2 separate regions of the Arachis hypogaea genome follow, and region 1 is linked to region 2. Evidence: chromatin contacts called from public Hi-C data. All regions are on one chromosome and are shown on one strand. Each heading gives the region's core, a stretch centred on a gene start, on an enhancer-like site or on the middle of the called end of the contact. The rest is flanking DNA. Distances are from core to core; before and after follow the strand shown.

The links. Hi-C and Micro-C count contacts between places; a contact is called where the count stands out from the background.
Region 1: a Hi-C map of leaf shows a contact between it and region 2, with 2.4 times the contacts expected there. The contact joins the enhancer-like site here to the promoter of LOC112801251 in region 2. A contact is called at or near these places in 2 of 8 Hi-C or Micro-C datasets (both in leaf).

What each region holds. Positions count from the first base shown.
Region 1 is chr5:37,263,177-37,269,638 of arahy.Tifrunner.gnm2.J5K5, forward strand. LOC112801252 (ARM REPEAT PROTEIN INTERACTING WITH ABF2) reads right to left here. Exons shown (of 20, transcript XR_011882001.1): 14 at 6,161-6,224; 15 at 5,956-6,035; 16 at 5,599-5,663; 17 at 5,396-5,513; 18 at 5,151-5,275; 19 at 4,410-4,661; 20 at 3,423-3,700. Among protein-coding and RNA genes, the nearest start is that of LOC112801252, 8.4 kb to the right of the region's middle. Within about 2 kb of position 3,630, at least 1 of the 3 cell types and tissues checked has open chromatin away from gene starts, as enhancers often do.
Region 2 is chr5:37,180,581-37,186,451 of arahy.Tifrunner.gnm2.J5K5, forward strand. It overlaps LOC112801251 (2-hydroxyisoflavanone dehydratase), which reads right to left and starts at 1,842. Exons shown (of 1, transcript XM_025843884.3): 1 at 23-1,842. The coding sequence starts at 1,229. The coding sequence ends at 252.

The DNA of each region.
Region 1 (6,462 bases), core at 2,380-4,879, 84 kb after region 2:
CGATGATCAACCAATTCTGTGCCGCATGGTGAAAACTTTCTACTCCAACAAGGAGATCTTCCTTCAAAAACTCATCAGCAATATTTTTGATGCATTGGGTCTTTATTGTTCCCCAAAAAAATCAAACTTTAACCCTAATTGTTCCTCTTATCCGTCTCCTTCTGTCCCTTCATCACAGTCACCATCACCATCATCATCATCATCATCATCATCATCATCATCCTCATCATCATCATCATCATCATCATCAATGTGTTCAAGGTAAACATGTCGTCACCGTAGCTACAATAGTAAATTTGACATAGTCAGACGCCGATTTGAGAAACAATGTTGGCGAAGTATATATCCGTGGTGTGAGGAAGCAACCATGGGGAAGATAGATACAAGATCCATGGAAGAAGGCACACGTGTAGCTTGGAACCTTCGATTCCACTGAGGAGGTGCAGGATTAGCAATGGACAGCGAAGGCGGTAGCAATGGAGAGGAGAGTGAGGGAGAGAAGAGAAAGAGAGATGCAAGATTCGTGTTTCTAGGTTTCTTGTTTCAAACACAATATTTGGGATTTTGGTATCTCAAATCGCCTTCTATAATTGGGGACTTGAGCTAAAGATCAATCATGAGTTCTCAAGGATCGTGCGATATTAAGTGACTTGAGCTTGTTCATGTTGCTATTATTAGGTTCTGGCCTGATTTTGTAATTGGTTGAATGATACTTCTAGGGTTTGATGTAGTGTGTAAATTTTAATGAACTTCTTGTTGAATCTTTATAATACTAGTCACTAGTAAATGATATAATGTTGATGCTAAAGAATTATGGAGAAGCTGGTTGGTATGATGACTCAATAAGTGGTAACAAATCGGAAATAGATGCCTTGAACTTCCATGGAGATTTTCGTTGTATTTGATTTTGGATGATTATTGATCACCGATATGTATTTGTTGCTTTTGTTCTAGAGTCCTAAAAGAAAAGGAATTGTTATTAGTATTATCATTACAAAAAAATATTGAATATCATCGGATTTACTGGTAGATTTACTAAGAAAATTTGACGGTATAAACTTCGTCGGTAATTATTTACTGTCGGATTAATCTCCGATAAATTCAACAGTAAACTTAAATTTAAATTTTTTTAAAAAAAAAATAAATGACAACACTTCCTTAAATGATAACTTTTTTTTTGCAATCTTAACACCAAACAACAGCACTAAATCACACTTATATTCTAATATAAAAAAGAAAATCAAAAACTTCTATTTTATTTCTTTCCAACCAAATAAAGTTTCATTTCTCTCCTTAACTTACTCTCTAGTAAGTAATAGTATGAACTGTATGTAGGAGGATTAAAATAAGGCATCATGAATATGTTTTTTTTATTTAATTCTTTTTCTATATCTAATTTACTAACTTTGTGATATTATATTATTACTCATATGCAATTGTTCTTCTGCAAATGAAGGAGTCACTAATGAAGGAGTCACTAATCAAGTAGTGTTTCAAGATCTAATAGTGACCACATACAAATGTGGAATAAATTAATGTTCAATGTTAATCTTTATAGCAACATTAACTTATGTCATTTAAAAAAAAAAGAAAGCAACAAGCTCACATTTGTCTGAATTAGGTGAATTTTTATTTCTTGAATTCCAAACTAAAGTAACATGAACATTTCCTGAAACAGTATGCTAAAAATAAATTATCAACAATTTATTTAACTCCGTCAACAAAATAATATCAATTCAACTTTTTTCACATAAATAACATAATTCAATAGCAACAAAGAACCATTCATATATCTTTCCATATCCAAAATTTCAATTGTCAATTGAACTAAAAAACCTAACATATTGAGTATTATTACATACCATTTACCTGAACATATTACAACTCGCCAGTACCCTCATCTTCAACAAATGGTTCAATATTCAATTCAACGATACCTATACAACATTTAGAAATAGACCAAAAAAAACTTAACACAACTAAATTAGAATAATCAAATAAGCAAATAGTTAATAAAAATGACAAAAAAAAGCATATCTAAGCAACTCAACAGCAACATTAATATTAGGATGATGAGCTGCCCAAAAAGCCACAGCACACAAATAGCTTACTTAGATTCATGTCAATGAATAAGAACACTAAAATGAAATTTATTATGATAATAATAAGGAAAAAAACAGAAACACGCATTAATAAAATAAAGCCAACTGAAAAAAGTAAAAACAGGGTTAGGATTAAGATTTAAAAAGGGGTTAGATTTTTCTTATTTAAAATGAAGTAAAAATGATGATAGAATATGGAGAGAGATGAGGGCAACCTACCTAGAAGAGGGAGGAGAGACGTAGCTCGGGCGACAGAAGATGCAGCAACGGCAGCGGTACCAACGACGGCAAAGACAGAGGGAGAAGCTCTGTTTCAGGCAACAAAACAAGATCAAGGCAAGTCCATGAAGTCTTTGAAGAAGAATGCAGATGGCAGGTACTGGCAGAGGGTGGCCAAAAGGTATGCTAGAGGTAGAGAGAATAGAGAAAGATAGAGGAGAAGGTTAGAGAGAGAGAGAGAGAGAGAGAGAGAGAGAGAGAGAGAGAGAGAGAGAGAGAGAGAGAGAGAGAGAGAGAGAGAGAGAGAGAGTTTCGAAAATGAAGGGAAAAGGTTTGCATTTTGAATTTAGGGCAAGTGATAAATTCGACAGTACCGTATTGCGAGCCACCAAAATGCAGCGTTCCACTAATTGGGTTTACCGGCTAATTTTTCTGCCAGTAAATTCCATGTTAAATTTCACGCCTATTTTTTCCTTTGTTCCTCCAATTATTACCGGTGAATTTACCGTCGAAAAAGAAAATCTACCGGTAATGATTTGACCTGACAAATTTGACACCTAAACCACCGGTAAATCCACCAATAAAGCCAACGCTAAACCCGATGGTATTCAACGTTTTTTCTTGTAGTGTATTTTTCCACTTCTCGCTCTCCAATTCCATGGATTGTTAATGGTGTGTATATCTAGTAGGCCAGTGGATTTTGCAGTGGAAGTGATGGTGGTTATGGAAGGAAGATGAGAAAGGGAGAGCAAAGGAGAGGGGTATTTACAGAATTATTAACAAAAAATTAATTATTGGTTATTTTTGTCAAACAGAACTTATCTTATACGGGTATAATTTTTATTTTAATTTTTCATGGTCAGTTTTGTCAGCGTTCAAACTTCAAATCTTTCATAGTCAAAAATAACTATTTACTCTATTATGTGTGTATATCGTGTTTCCGTGTTTTATAAGATTTTAAAATTCATATATCCATGTGTCTCGTGTTTTGTGTCGTATTGTGTCCCGTGTCCATATCAATATCCGTGCATCATAGTTTTTTTTTCCAAAATTAATGGGTAATAAGATCTCCATATGAAGTATAACAAATTCACTCCATAATAGGAAAATTAACAATTATTATTGAAATATAGAATAGTTAAAGAAATGCTTTATTACAATAGAGAACAAAAATTTGAGGGACAATAAATAAATAAATAAATAAAATAATTTTGAATTATTCTATTCTTAGAATTAAAATATGTTGTTGGCACTTGGCAAGCATTTTTTTTATCGCTGAAACCAAATCACTGTGGGCAAGGCCCGTGGATCATAGGAATTCCAACCAGATATTAGATTCATGCTAGTTTTTTAAAGGGTTAGCTTATTATCGTCAAGCCCTGTCCAAACAAAAAAAGAGAAGCTTATTATCGTCAAGCATCATGATGAAATAAGAAAGGCAGACCGATTTCAGAAACACTTAACATGCCCTGGTAATATCTGACCAAATAAAAAAATAGCATGCCCTGGTACAAGCATTTAACATGTATTGTAATCTAGCCCTTACAGAGAAGTATTTATTAGATATTAGCTTACTGATTCACTTAATTGCATTTATTAGGTTGATGTATAAAGGGACTAACTCAACCAGTTAAGATAAGAAGTTAGTTTTCTGTTACTGTTAGGATGCAGCGTTAGTTATAACAGTTTGTTGTATATAGTTGAAAGCTCCATGATCAAAGCTAAGCTTGTTGCTTCCATTCCAAGCAATTAATCTTTTCTCTCTCTCTCTCTCTCTCTCTCTCAGAGTCTATCTTCTAACAGTATTTGCAACATATACAACATATCCAAGTACGAAGACAAGATTTAATGACTTCGTACGATGTAAATTATCCACCCAGACAACCTCTTGCAGACAACTAACTAAATGCTATATATACATCAAGTGCTTGGGCAAACCTACAATCATAACAATCGTAATGCAAAATCAATCGGGAAAGAGAACTATGAAGCCATAACCATCACAATATTGCATGAGAAAAAACAATGTTCGTGAAGGTCATATCTGCTACATCTATAACAATGACGTTACAACCAACAGGGACTTACACTACATCAGAAACGAACATGCATGGCCGTGTTAGATATTTCTCTAAGCAATGCTGCAACGAAAATGGGAGACCTCTTTTGCTGGTTTCAACGAAAAGAAGAACATCTACCACATTCTGTACATTACAATCGGTTAGATGTCAATAGTAGAACAACACATACTACAGCTGGGTGTTGGAATTGGCCTTGGTAAGAGCTTTAACAAAGTAATTCCGGATCTCTGGAGTTATCCGCTGAATCAGAAGTGTGTGTCTGCAAATAGTTGGTGCAAACAGAAATTTAAGAATCTCAAGAATTATGGCATATGCAATGCGATAGAAAATGTGAATATCAATGAATATATATATATATATATATATATATATATATATATATATACGGCAGCAATTTTTCCAACTTTTATAGAGAAAGAATTTGACAGTAAGTCCGCAACTAGTTTCCAGACACCCATTGCTATAATTGACCGGCCAACACTTATCCAGCTTATTTCAACAGAAGTTCTAGTTTTACTGTCAAATCCTACCTAAACACAAGTCAAGAAGAAGAAAAATATATATTTAACAAACTCGCAACATAGTAGCCATAGAACCTAGAAGTCTCAAACATGATTCTTAACATCTATATGTTTAATCCAGATTAACCCTATCTATTGGTTTATGGTAAGTGTCAACCACTAAGAGGAAGGAATACCTAGGGGGGGAAAAAAAGAGAGCAAAGGATTGGAAGGAGTTAGGTAGATACCCTGGCCTTGCACTCAGTTTATCAAATTGCTCCAGGATAAAAAGGATGCATGCGTGCCTTAATGATATAGCATTAAAAGCTTCTGAAAGTTCGTACATACTTGACACGTTCTCTAGTGATATATCCTGAGACAAAAAAACAAAAGTCAAGAGAGACCTACCTTCCAGTGGAATATTAGTTAAGTTATAGTGCAATACACTAGATGTGTGTGTGCAACAAATCCAATTATAGATATCAAGTCTGACCTGTGCAATGGTGTATTCACAATGTCTCTTAAGTCCCTCTAAAAGATACTGATCAGCCGCTCGAAGTAGATCTTGGGCAATATCAAGAGTGACATCAACTGACCCAGTATATATAAATCTGGACCAAGATTAAACAATTAAGATTTAATTTTTCAATAAAACACATCATGACCATAAAACACAGAGCAAAGCACATATTTGACCTCATCATCAGTTCAAAGACCTCCCATCTAATATTTGGAATCTCAATATCTCTTGCATCCTTCTCCTGCCATGAATAAAACATTTGCATGTCATGTACGTAAATCTATAACTTCCTGCTAAAAAAATAAGCTTAGCCAAATCTCCAGCTAAAGTTTTCAACTAATTTTAATATGAGAATAAAGTCTCGTGAAAATCATGTGGGTCAATAACAGTGTTTTCTTTTCTTGGACAAAAAAATTTGTAATACTGAGGAGAGAGAGTGCATGCTTTTGGTTTCTTTATATCTTGGGAGTATTGTCCAGAGTTGGGGAAGGATAAGATACATGGCTTGCTAGTAGAGATCAATATAAGCTCACCCTGTAACCACCATCAAACATTGCACGAAATGCATCTGAAGATGCAAGCAGGCAGATTCTGTGAGCAAAAAACCGTTTGCCTGCAGTTAAGTATGAAAGTAGCAGTTAACTACAAATACCAATGAATCTACAGCACCACATTCCATCAAGTTATTTTTCAAGCAATAGTTTCAAGAAAGATGCAGCATGGATGAAAAGAATCAACCTTCAACCAAAAATGTTACATCGGACAAGGTAGAATTGTTGACATATTGCTCTCCTAAATAGACCTGCAAAAGGAAGAAAAGTATATGATCTCAGATTCTAACTTCTAGAAGCATCTTATTCTAAATTATTTAGACAAGAAATAGAGGCAGTAGATCTGGACCAAGGTTCTAAGTTATAACTAGACCCCATCGCTAAGGTATTCAAATCATCTTTATACAGAATAAATATCAAAAGTTCACATGCCCAATACAAAAATACATGTATTAAAAATTTCAACCTCAAGTTGAATCTAATCAATAC
Region 2 (5,871 bases), core at 592-3,091:
TTAAAGAATGATATAATTGCTATTGAAAAAAATAAACCTTATTGATAAAGTGAGTTGCATCAAGTTTTATGATAATTACTTTAACAGTTATATTTAAAAACCAAAACTAAGCAGGTGAAACAATCCCTTTGGTCACATGTCTCAATTCAATTGGCTGTCCATTTATAGCTACTATAGCCAGCGAATTAGTGTAGCCCCCCCACAGACGGCACCGTAATTCATATTCTTTATTGACTTGATCGATCTATATTCTATCCAAGAAGGAAAGAGGACAAGCGTTTGACGAAATTGAAGGCAGCGTGAGATTGAGGATTGTGGATATGATAAACATGGTCCTCTTGAGTCTCCTCGTAAAGATCCAATTCTCCAAGCCAGCCACTATTCTTGACAGCATCGTAGTACCAAATTCCTCTGTCCCTTAACTTGTCTTTGCCGGCAACACAGATCAGCATCTTAGAGCATCCAAGTCCAGCCAAGGTTGGTGCCCCATCAGCCATTGGATTGATCATAGGGCAATCAATCCCACCAGGGGCACAAGGGAACACGAAGTTCCAAACTTTAAGCATGTAGTCGGGGGTAGCAATAGCCTGTTCTGACCCGATCGGTTGTGAACCATAGAAGAATGGATGGGAAAGAAAAGCACCCAACACTTTGACAGAAGCAGGTAAAGTCTCAGAGCCAGCACGCATAAGCATGTTGTGAACGATGTTCCCGCCAGCGCTATCACCTCCTAGGAAAACTCTGCTGAAGTCACCGTGGTTGATCAACCATGGCTCCTTGTTGGGTGGGTTTGGAGAGGAATAATGAGCGGCAACCCATTGAAGAGAAGCCCAACAGTCATGATATGCTGCTGGGAGAGGGTGTTCCGGTGCGAGCCTGTATTCTACAGAGACAACTATGACATCAACTTGGGAGACAAAGCAGTTGAAGTGGGAGTGGTAGGATTGAGAGAAAGCGGATTCAAATAAGAATCCACCGCCATGGAAGTAGACCAAGATGGGGAGTTTGTTGTTGTGAGTGTGTTTTGGAAGGTAAAGGCGAGCGGAGATGGAGGGTTCGTGTGAGATGAGTGTGTCTTTGGAGGAGACAGTGAGTTGTGGGTCGTCAAGGGAGGGTGGCACAAACGGGGATTCTCTGAGGCGTTCCACGGTGCCATCCTTGTACACCCTCACCACAGTGGGAATCTCTGCGGCTATCTCTTTGCTGTTGTTGGTCGTAGATGAAGCCATGTTTGAGACACACACAGAAAGAGAGGAGAGGTCTATTTATTCTTTTCTTCTGTGCGAGAATGAAATTGAAGTGATGATCAAATAAAATATAAAGAGAAGATGGGGAAATACTTCTTAACGTTTATGTAATTCATGTATGCTTAAAACGTCAAATGTGGAGTGCGGACATATATAATGACTCTCATCTTCATCTAGAGCACTTAAAAATGAAAATAAAAGAGAAATGCTTGTCCTTGTGATTTGTGACAGCAAACTACTACAGCGATTTGAATCCATAATTTTCAATAAAGCCAAGGTGAAGCTACATGCCATCATCGGCAAATCCTAAGCCAGATCAAAATATTAGATTAACATCCTCTAAATTTTGAATTTTTTTTAAGAATAAAATATGATCTTTTACTATTTATTTTATAGGATGATACCCATAAAAAATAAAAAAAATAAAAAAAAATTATTCAAAAATAAAAGATCACGTTTTAGGTTCTAAAATAAAAATTTAAAATTTAAAAGATCTAAATTCTATAATATTAGTACCAATCTCATATTATATATAACTGCCGGATTTTCCTTGGTCGCTGGGTGCAGTCCAATTTGTCTTTTTTAAAAAACATAAAAAATAAAAAACAACTTTTAATGTCGATACTTTTATTCAGTGTAAGCTGAACTATTTATTTTGGCTACATTAATTTCATTGTCTCCTTTGTATTATACAATACAATTTGCACCTTTTGTTTGTATAATTTAAGTCATTTCTTCAGGAAAAAAGTTATTTATTCCATGGTGTCAATTATTTTCTTCTTTCACCCACCATACTTATCTATTGTTTTCTTTTGTTTATTTTTTCTCTTTTTTTTTTCTATAAAATATAGATACTTTGCTAAATTATCATGTTCGCATCTCGGATACATTTTGAACACAACATTTATTCGATATGCGTGTTTATTGTATTTAAACGCGTCTTAATAAAAAATAGAAAAGTTTTCACCGAACACACTTGAGCACACATAAATAACATCATCTGTCAGCGTGTTCAGTCATATTATTAACATGTATTCTTGAAATAAGTTTAGAAATAATATATATTATTATTTATTAAAATAAAAAATATTTTAAATATTTTATATAATTAAAAAAGACATTAAAAATTTATTTTATATTATAATATCAATAAAATATCAAAATATCATTATTTTTTATCAAAAAATACTTTATATTTTCTAGAGTAAATAGTCATTTCTGACCATGAAAGATTTGAACGCTGACAAAACTAATCATAAAAAATTAAAACTAAAGTTATACCCATACAAGATAAATTTTGTTTAACAAAAATGACCAATCGTTAAATTTTTATTTATAATTCCATAAATACCCCTTCTCTTTTTCTCTTCATTTCTTGTCTTTCTTCCAAAATCACCACCACCTTTCAAAACCATCACCACCACAGTTTTAAAATCTACCATTCCACTAGATCTACCCATCTTCTTCCTCATTCTCCGAACAAACAAAACAACAAACACTTTCTCCGTGTTTGTTCATGTTGCTATTATTAGATTCTGCCCTAATTTTATAATTGGTTAAATGATACCTTTAAGATTTGATGTAGTGTGTAAATTTTAATAAACCACTTTTGAGCATATTCTGACTATATGTACATGCTATTTAAGATGTCTGCTTGACATATATAGTGCATAAATGTTCATGAGTATACTTTTAGATATTCGAAGCATTGAATTTGAGATATTAAAACTAATCACCTTAATATCAATTGTTTGGTGTGGACAAGAATCAAAGAGCATCTCGTGGATGCGAGTGAGGTGTTATATATGGAAATAACGAGGAGCTGTTCTCGCTTACTTTTTGTAAAGCGATCAAAATTTTTTAGGACAAAAAATTTTATTAGGGGGATAGGATGTAAACTCCGGGTAATTAATAAGTAGTTAACCAATAAATTAATTATTATTAAATAAATTAAGAAATTAAAATTGATAATTTAGAAGAGGAGAAATAATTAAAATATAATTTTTGACACTAATTTTAAAGTTTTTGGCCCAAAAACGGGCTAACAGACTGAACCGCCCACCATATAAATATAGGGTTAACTACCAAAAATGCTCCCAAATTTTTCAAACGCTGACAAAAATGTAGCTGAATTTTACTATCGATAAAAATGCCTTTAAATAATTTTAAAATGCGATAAAAATGTCCAATAGTAAATATATATTTTGAAAAAATGCCTTAAAGATTGAATTTTGAAGTGATTTTTTGCAAGAATAATTAAAAAAAGAGATATTATTATTCTTAAAGTTTGGTGGTTTTTTCTAAATATATATGTTTTTGTGATTTTTTAAAAATATTATTGGTTGTTAACAAAAAAATTACAAAAAACATACCTACTTAATGGAAAAATTACCAAATTTTAAGAATAATAATATCTCATTTTTCTAATCATATTTACAAAAAATTGTATGAAAATTCAATCTCTAATGTATTTTTTGAGAAATATATATTTAATATTAGATAATCTTGCAAAAAAAAACTAACATTCAATATATATTTCTCAAAAAATAAACTAGAGATTGAATTTTGATACAATTTTTTGCAAGCATGATTAGAAAAATGAAATATATTATTCTTAAAATTTAGTGATTTTTTGTTAAGTACATATTGTTTTGTAATTTTTTAAAAGTATTATTGGTTGTTAACAAAAAAATTATAAAAAATATATATACTTAATAATAAAAAATTACCAAATTTTAAATATAATAATATATTATTTTTATAATCATGTTTGCAAAAAATTGCATCAAACTTCAATTTTTAAGGTACTTTTTGAAAATATATATTTACTTTTTGAAAATATATATTTACTATCGGGTATTTTTGTTGTGTTTTTAAATTATTTGAAGGCATTTTTGTCGATATTAAAATTCAAGTGTATTTTTATCATCGTTTAAATAATTCAAGAGCATTTTTGGTGGTCAACCCCATAAATATGAGAATTCAGCCTTCTCTTCCTCATTCTTTCATTTGAAGCATGCTGAACTTTGATTTGGGGGAGGAGAATAAAAAACAAACCCTAACCCCTTATTCCACTTTCAATTTCAAATTCTTATAACTTTCAATCCGGAGTACCGATTGATGAGCCGTCAGCGGCCATGCGTTTGGCTCGGAACTCTCTGCAAAATACTCCCAACAATTTGGTAAGGAATTTGTTATTGTGTGTCCAGTTTTCTGTTTCCCCATTTTCCACAAATTTGGATTTTAGTATTGAGAGATTTTGTGATTTTGATAGTTTAGGAGTACTCTAGCAGTAGATGTTGGGTTTTACTCCAATTTTGAGTGGATAAGGTAAGAAACTACTTAACCCTCTATAAATCATTAATTAGCAAATCCTATGTTAATTATAGTGAATTTGGATTGTATTAGATTGAATTGGGTGATTCGGAGTAAAATTGGTGAATATTGGAAGCTGGGAATTGAATCCTGGGAGCTGAAAATTCAATTGGTGAGGAGTTAGAGCTTTGGAGCTTGAGGAATGGTGGATAATTGAGGTGTTCTGGGCTTAGGGAGGAATCGGCTAAGGTATGGTTTTGGTTTCTCGTAGATAATATATAATGTTTCGTGAAAACATAGACTAGTTGACCATAAGATAGGTTGAATATTGTGAGATTAATAATGTTAGTAGTTTTGGTGAAATATTGAGTTTGCTATAAGTTTGAGATGATGATTGATGAGAATGATGACTTTGAGTTATAATTATTGAGGTATTGATGAATTGCATTATTCTGATTGAGAATTTTTGGAATGGAATTGCTGAGATTAAGAATTGGTATGTTGTAGAAGGTATGGATTAATTGGAAAACTGTGTTGAAAGTGTTTAATGTTGTCTTGGAGTGTAAAACATTGGTTTGAGTTGAGGTTGTTGGTAAAATAGAGGTTTTGGAGATTTTTATAAAAACTTGATTTTTGACCAAACTACGGTCGGTCATAACTTGGCTTCCACACCTTCAATTTCTTTCAAACTTATCTCAAACAAAAATTGAATCTGTGAAGTGTAAGAACTGAAGTTTTTTTTTACGTAAAATTGTTTTAATAAAATAATAATTTTTAATTGCTCAAAATAGGTTCAAAAATGTAAAAATGATCTTTTTAAAATACAAAGGTGAAATTTGAATTCAATAAATTTTTTTGAGTTGAAAAATGTATTTTTGCGAAAGATTTTTGTAAAAATGTGTACCGGTACTTAAGCCGGCAGTACCGGCTTTAGACTGTCCGGTACCGTGTTTTAAGAAAATAAGATTTCAAAAATTTGATTTATTTTTTTGCAAGGAAAAAAATAAATTAGAATCGAAAACTGGACACCAATCTTAAATATTTTGGCCCACTTCTAAAACATATAACGAGTTGGATCGGGCCCAAACTGGGCCCAAGATCCAACATATATATGTCTGTTTAATGAGCATTAAGCTCATTTTGATGGGAAGAGAGAGAGAGAGAGAGCTCGGATAGGTGATGGTGGGGGGTGAAACCGCATTGTCACTATTCATCATCACCTTCTGGGAGCCATAACTTGAGCTACGGAGCTCCGATTGACGAGTCATTTGTAGCCACGTGAAGTTCTCGTCAAGCTCTTCATTTCTAT